Regions from separate parts of the Gossypium hirsutum genome. Here region 1 is linked to region 2. The links are chromatin contacts, called in public Hi-C maps. All regions are on one chromosome and are shown on one strand. The core of a region is the stretch at or near the end of the contact, and the rest is flanking DNA. Distances in the headings are between cores, read along the strand shown.

Region 1 (3,613 bases), core at 369-2,868, 50 kb before region 2:
GAGTACATCCACTGTCAATTAGCCAAAATTTGCCAACCTTGCTCGAGCTTGCAAAGCATGATGCTGAAAAAACACGCTCTTCTTCTATTTCAACATCTTCTGCAACCTGAGCTTGATTCTGATACTGAGGTTGTGCTTTTGACTTGTTTTTACAGACCTTTTTAATGTGGCCAAATTGTTTGCAGCGTCTACATTGAATGTCTGGTTTGTACCAGCAGTATTTTTCAAGGTGAGTAGTCTTCTTACAATGAATATAAGGTGGAAACTTCTTCTTGATAGGCTCTTTCTTCTTCTTTTCTATCCAAGGCTTCTTGTCTTTGGTATTCGAGTTTGAACCTGAGCTTTCTTTGCTTCTAGCTTGAAAGGCTCCTTCATAGTGATCTTCCATTCTGTTTGCCCTTCTTTGCTCTTGAGCATAAAGAGCATTTATAAGCTCTGTCAAAGGGATTGTTGACAAGTCCCTTGAATCTTCCAGAGAAGAAATTTTTGCTTCATACTTCTCTGGCAAGGTTGTTATGACCTTCTCAACCACTCTTTGGTCACTAAATTCTTCCCCAAGCAATCTTATATTGTTGACAGTAGCCATAATTCTATCAGCATACTGCTTAATAGTTTCCGAGTCCTTCATTTTCAAGTTCTCAAAGTCCCTTCTCAAGTTGATCAGATGTTGTTGCCTGGTCTTATCAGACCCTTGAAACTCCTCATTGAGTTTATCCCAGGCCTGCTTTGGTGTGTCACGGGCCATTATCCTCGTGAAAATAACATCAGAAACTCCAGTTTGAAGGTATGACATGGCCTTGTACTTCTTGGCACAGTCTTCACTATGCTGCCTAACCTGAGCTATGGTCGGGTTGGCTCTTAGTGGTGGTGGCTCAGTGTCATTAAGAACAACATTCCACAGGTCATGCGCCTGCAGGTATGTCCTCATTTTCACTGCCCAAATGTTGTAATTTTCTCCAGCAAAGACAGGTGGAGGAGGTGGTGTAAAACTCATTTTCACAGCAACCAAAAAACAACCTCTGCTTCTTTTGTTTTAAGCACAACTTGCTTAGTGACAGTGTACAACCAAGGCCCTCAAAGACAATGAGCTCTTGATACCATTTGTTGGATTTTTCAGCAAAGAAAATAAGAGACCGAATAAGCAAAGAAAAGGAAACTTGAAACTGAAAAAACTCAGCAAAATGTAACTGAAAGTCATTTAAATTTTCATTAAAATTTTGAATATATGTAAGTTACAAAAGGTTTGTACAGTTACCTACTTGTTAACTGCTCCCATTAAAATCATACTAAAAATATTACAACTTGCATACAAAAGAAAGCTGGCATACCAGCTATTACATCAAAGTAAATCAATCAATCTATCCTACTAACTTTGCTATCAAAATACAAAAGATTTGGACAAAGTTACATAAGAACAAATCATCCAAAATAAGTTGCTTCAATCGAACCAGCTCCATTTCTTCACTTCAGAACAGTATAATAGCTTGACATTGCTCAATTTGCTGCTGCTGGTCTTTTGTTGCAATGCAGGCCAAAGTTTAACATTATTTTGGTGTTCGTTGATTGGTTTTTTGGTCGCTTTCGTTTAGTAGACTGCTTCCACATGTACACTACACAATTTGTGCAGACACGATTCTAAGGAGATAATAAAAGAATATTTAATACATAATTATTCCCTTTCAATATCAGATTCTGGTCCACAAATTTTTTTTTCTTCATAATTTCATAAATATCCATCAGTCAATTGTACATCACATGTCATGCATAAACCAATTGGCAATTAAGACGGTCAGTGAATAAAAATACTACTATATATATAAATCTTTGTCTGCTCAATATTTTATACACAGCTGCAATATTCTTCATCTATTAGCAGCCAAATTTAGGTGAAATAGTAATGGTAGGAAATTAGAGAAGTGTGAACACTATAATACATCTCTTTACGTACTACAGCCAAACATTTTGATTCCAAATGATAAAAAAGGTTCATTTTCGGTGTTGAAGCCATGAAACCAAGACCGGTTTAGGGTTAACAGAAATGGACCTCTAAAGCTATACAAATACTTGAAGAATCAAAACACCACCTCAAAGAGAAAAAGAAGATATATAATTGGAGTTAAACCATGAAAAGAAGAGTGAATTTTACAACCCATTTTGTTGTTTTTTTCTCATCGAATACGAATAACGACAATAAATATTACCACTTTCATTAAAAAAAAAAACCTATGCAGACAAATTACAGAAAAGAAATATTTTCTTGGTTGAAATCAATCCACATTTTAACTAATCGAGTAGAACATGAAGTTGATGCGACAGGCAATAGAAACGACAACATATAAAACTGCTTTTCATTAGTCTTTGCTAAGAGTGGGGTCGTATCTCTGTCGTCACATTCACAGCCGATTCATATCAAACACGTAATTCCAATTGAAAAGGTTGCATCCCTCTTTCATTTTATAGTATGGATTTTTTGTTCTGTTGTGTTGATTATTTTGCCCAGATTACAATAATAATTTAATGTTGGTTCTGCTTCTAAATCAAGTAAATAATTCCCAAAACAAATCATTAACAAATCCAAGTTTCAAAGCACAAATTTATTGCATGAAATGACACAAAGGAAAAAGATAGGAAAAATGATTGTACCTTAGCGATTAATTGATGTTTGTTTTCTTCTCTCTCTGAGATTTAGGTTGGAATCTTGCTTTATATATATATATACAAATAAGTTTGTCTGATGAATGTTGACACCATTTTTTGAATAAAATGGGGTTAACTTGGATTTTAAAAATAAAAACGAAAATGAGAGTCGCCACCAATCCTTTTTGATGAGGTGTGATCGGATCATCTTAAAAAGTGGTTGTTTTTAATAAACGATTTGATTTTATCAAAACAACGATTTTGGTCTACGAAATTTAGAAAATGGGTTCGGGAGTCAGTTACGCACGAGGAAGGGTTAGCACCCTCGATACGCCCAAAATTGGTATCTTAGTTGATTATTTAATGTCTTTATGTCGAAAGCTGAAAGTTTGAAAAGATTTAAAATACGATCCTCTTTTATTAATGTTGATTTTAAAATGCCTTAATTAAATCAAAAATAGAAAATGAGTAAAAAATTAATTGAATTATTTAATGAAAATATTTTTTAAAATAAAAATAGAAACAATAAATAAACAATAAATAAAAAAATAAAAAGGGAAATAATACAAACAAGTCATTGACCGAATTGAAATCAGGCCAAAAATCAGAGTTTAAATTGCAAATAAATAAAACAGATTGCTAGGGGGCTGAAATAAAATGCACTGAGGACATGGGGGACCGATTGTGCAATATTCCCACCCCTTATGCGCGTTTTGTGCAGGACTAAACTGAGACGAGCAAAAAATTCGCAGGGCAAAATAAAAAAGAATAAATAAACAAGCAGAAGGATGAAATCGAAACAAATTAATAATGAGGAGGGACCAAGGGCATAAGTAGCCCATTTAACAGAAACGCGCAGATCCTTAACTCCACTGGGCCAAGTCAGGGCCAAAACGACGTCGTTTTGGCTCCTGAACCCACACTCCAAAACGGCGTCGTTTTGTCTTCTTGTGCTTGCGTGTTTATTGCTCTCTGC
Region 2 (3,956 bases), core at 933-3,432:
ATTATAATCGTTTTATTCCAAATTCCTAAAAAAGCTTGGTGTTTAATAGTTCTCGAGAGAATTGTGCCCTAACTTACTGGGCTTCAATTCTTCTCGATGAATTTACGTCATCAAGTATCCATTTTATTTAAACCATACAATTTTAAAATAAAGCATTTAAGATTTCAAGATGTTGGATCCTAACTTACTGGATATAACCTTTTGTTATCTTGATTTTAAAATAAAGGTAATATTTGGTGTTTAGGAATTTTAAGAAATTGAACCCTAACTTACTGGGTTTTGATTTCTCGATTGACCCAAATAACCAAGTATCCTTCTCAAAACATATGATTTTTTAAGACAAACTTAATTTTGAAGATTTGAAATGTTGCACTCTAACTTACTGAGTATGACAATTTATTTCTCTGGAATAAGTGAACATTATCATCCAATTCATTTTATTCAGGATAAAAGGATCGAATTTTAAAATCATTTCAAAATTTCGACATCAAGACATTAAACAATCAATTCGGTACCAATTTTGGGCGTCATGAGGGTACTAACCCTTCCTCGTGCGTAACCGACTCCCGAACCTGTTTTCTCAAAATTCGCAGACCTAAAATTATTTTCGAGGTGATCCGATCATACCACAATAAAAGATCGGTGGCGACTCCCATTTTATTTTCAAAGTCGATCCCCGTTTTTTAACATAAAAATAGTTTCGACATAAGTTATTTTTTCGTATTACGATCTGACCACGTAACACCGCTTAGTATTAATTTAAACATTAGACAACCAGTGAATCAATATTTTTTTCTATTTTGCTTTGCATGCAAAAACCACATGAGGACAATTATACAAAGTATATTAATGTAATCCATGAATTGTTTTATTAACTAATCTGTTTGAAAATTTTACAAATTTACAAATGAATATACTCAGAGTAAGAATATCATAAATGGTAATCACCTTATATGTGTAAAGAAAATAATTGAAAGAAAACATATTGAAGTAACTTTAGTTTTAGTAATGTGACAATAAAATATTGGAACTAAACCTTCATTAATATATGGCCCAAATGAATTTAAGTTTAATGTTCATAAAAGAAATATCGTTATTTACTTACTAAGCTCTTTGAGATGATCACATTAGTTGTTTAAAAACACATGTGAAAGCTTTTCCCGTGAAGATTGAACTAGCATCTTCAGAGGATCGCATCACCATTTGAAGTTTGAAAGAGTGTGAACAAGTAATGTTGTACTACATAAATGCTTAGACCATTTACAGAGTTTATAATTATATTGCCTTGTATTAGTAAGCGAAAAATGTATTCAATTTTGATAATTTATAAGATAAAATTTTGGTTTTTTAATTAGTTTGAGCATGTTCCATATATGAAACTGAACATTTGGAGGCTCCACAAATCACAATATCAACCATAATATAATCTTGCTCAAGGAAAAGCTGCACTTTTATTTTTATTCAATTTAGTCCAAACTTCATTTTCTTCCAATCTAGTTTCCTAGTCGTATGTTACTTTATTAATAATCTTTAGCTCGTTTCTTTAATCGTTGGAAAATTTACACTTTAGGTTATTCTACTTTTTTGACTTTATAGTTTGGTCTTTTTTTCCAAAATTTCATAATCATAATCATTTTCACAAAATTTATTTCCTGCAAATAAAATTAATTCCTCAAGACTTCACTTAATACGCTTATTTTCGAATTTTACCTAGAATTTCAGGGCATGGCTCTACATCTTGTTACCCTAAAGAAGACAACAAGCTTGTGGTTTTGTTCCTTAAAACCAAGGTTCGTATCAAATTTCTAAGAGCTTGGGTTGAAGTTTATGATCCATTTCTTTAGCAACATTATCCACAAGAGGGCACCCATCACCTTGATGATAGTAAAGCAATAGGTGGATGAAACTCTAAAAGAAATGTTACCTAATTTAACGTTGAAACTCTCCAAATAAAAAATTTAGACCACACCATCAGAATTGGAATATTTACTAATGGATTAAGAGATTGAGAGTTCAAGTCTCTTTCAAAGAAGTCGCCAAAGGTCTTCTTGTACCTGCTTGTAAGGGCGGAAAACTATATCAACGCTGAAGAAACTATGGTGGTCAAGCAACAACGAAATAAGTAAAAGAGGAGAAAGGGCATGGGAGAATTCTTCGGACGACGGTCCCCTCGATGCTTCCAAGATAATAAGACAAGGTGATCACCTTTGCAAAAGTACGATATTTATACACCCCTCAATAGACCTTGACGAGAAGTCCTTTTCGCTATAAAAAGAGACAACCTCACCAAACACGCAGAGAAATTAAGGTTAAGTATCAAGACAGACACCTTGAGGTATTGCCTTTTCCATAAAGACTAAAAACACATGATGGAAAAGTGTATCCACCTATGGAACCAAATCTAAAACTTGATCAAGAAAGGGTATCTTAGGCACAAAACCTACTTGATTAGGATTGAAGGATAGGCATGACTCTCTTCAGTCTGTTAACAATCACTTTCATAATTATCTTCTAAGCCAATGAACAGAGGCTTGTGGTTCAGAAATAAGAGAAGTTCTCAAGGCTAAGAACTTTCAGTATCGGTACAACTAAAAAACTGAGTTCCTAATGCTTTTAGAAATGGCATATTAAATTAAGCAATTTTAATCTTCTCATTAGAAACTTCTATAGACAACACACCAATCTCTTAGACCCCTAAGCTTAGGAAGAACTCTTTTTGAGACAATACCTAAAATTATCCATAACCTCTCCCCAACCCATAAATAGGAAGATAATGTGCTCCAGCGCACTCAAACCCACGTCCTCTTGTATTGACAACAATGCTCGTACCAATTAAACTAAAATTCAATCAGCTCACCTTAAATCTTATATATATATATATCATCTCTCTACTTTATGCTTTCCACACCAAAGTCAATGCCAAAAACTTTAAACTTTAATTCCTAAATCTTAAATTATTTATATCAAACATTAAAAGAATAATCCTAAATCTTTTAAATAATTATTTTGGTAAATTTGTTAAGGAGATTCTTAACATAAGCACATATTGTTAAATTATATTTTAAAAAATAATAAATAAAATGCGTGACAATTTTTTATCAAATGGACCAAATAATAATTTAAACTTATAAATTTTAACACCTTGAGAAATTTTTTTTCTAGAACCCCTAATCTCTAAATTGAAACCCAAAACCTCAATTTTTCAAGTATAAATTTTTTTAATGGTACAACTTACACAAATGAGTGAATTTAGAAATAATTACAAGGCACGAACTTTAAACCTTAAACACCAAGAAAAACAACAAGTGCATGTACAACATCAAGTTGCATGAATGGGTGTAATTAATCAAAACATAAATCTTTTAGTCATTTGTCAAAAGTTAGGAATGAGATTTCATTTAGAAATCACATCAACAAATTCTAAAATTTTTCTTTCCTTCCTCAATTTTCTAATATTATTATTCTATAAAGTATTACTGCAAAAATCTTTATAAAAATTGAGTTTCTTGTTATACATTGCTCAGTACTTAGTGAACTATTCTCGTTAGTACAAAACGTAAATAGTCATTGGCTTCATTGTATCCTGAGGTTAATTTGCTTTAAACTCTTTTACACAACAAAAATAGATGGGCAAATATAACCTTAAATATAGTAGCTTGATACACGTATTGGAATCTTATCCTATTTCTTCTTTTGCTGTTCGAATTCCGTTCATGTTTGAGGTTTTTTCTTACCGGAAATTTGTACTAACATTAACAAATCCATTTATCTGTAAAATAAGGGGCAAACTGAGAGTAGTGGAAGTTTCCAAGCAGGCGAAATCACAGAGAAGTCTGTTAAAATATTAGTGAAAGGTTATTATAATTTCTGGAAACAGATGCGATAGAAATAATTTTCTTCGTTTTTCTTATGTATATAACTTCAATCAATCATAAAAGAATCCTCAGAGATTGCTT

What was found. A called contact is a pair of places that touch in the nucleus more often than the background predicts.
Region 1: a Hi-C map of leaf shows a contact between it and region 2, with 2.0 times the contacts expected there. The contact joins two enhancer-like sites. A contact is called at or near these places in 7 of 34 Hi-C or Micro-C datasets (callus, fibers and leaf).

Annotation. Positions count from the first base shown.
Region 1 is chrD10:6,224,571-6,228,183 of Gossypium_hirsutum_v2.1, reverse strand. No RefSeq gene overlaps it. Among protein-coding and RNA genes, the nearest start is that of LOC121222352, 48 kb to the left of the region's middle. Within about 2 kb of position 1,618, at least 2 of the 9 cell types and tissues checked have an H3K27ac peak or open chromatin away from gene starts, as enhancers often do. A contact at or near this core is called in leaf, where this site is marked.
Region 2 is chrD10:6,174,582-6,178,537 of Gossypium_hirsutum_v2.1, reverse strand. No RefSeq gene overlaps it. Among protein-coding and RNA genes, the nearest start is that of LOC107916359, 8.8 kb to the right of the region's middle. Within about 2 kb of position 2,182, at least 3 of the 9 cell types and tissues checked have an H3K27ac peak or open chromatin away from gene starts, as enhancers often do. A contact at or near this core is called in leaf, where this site is marked.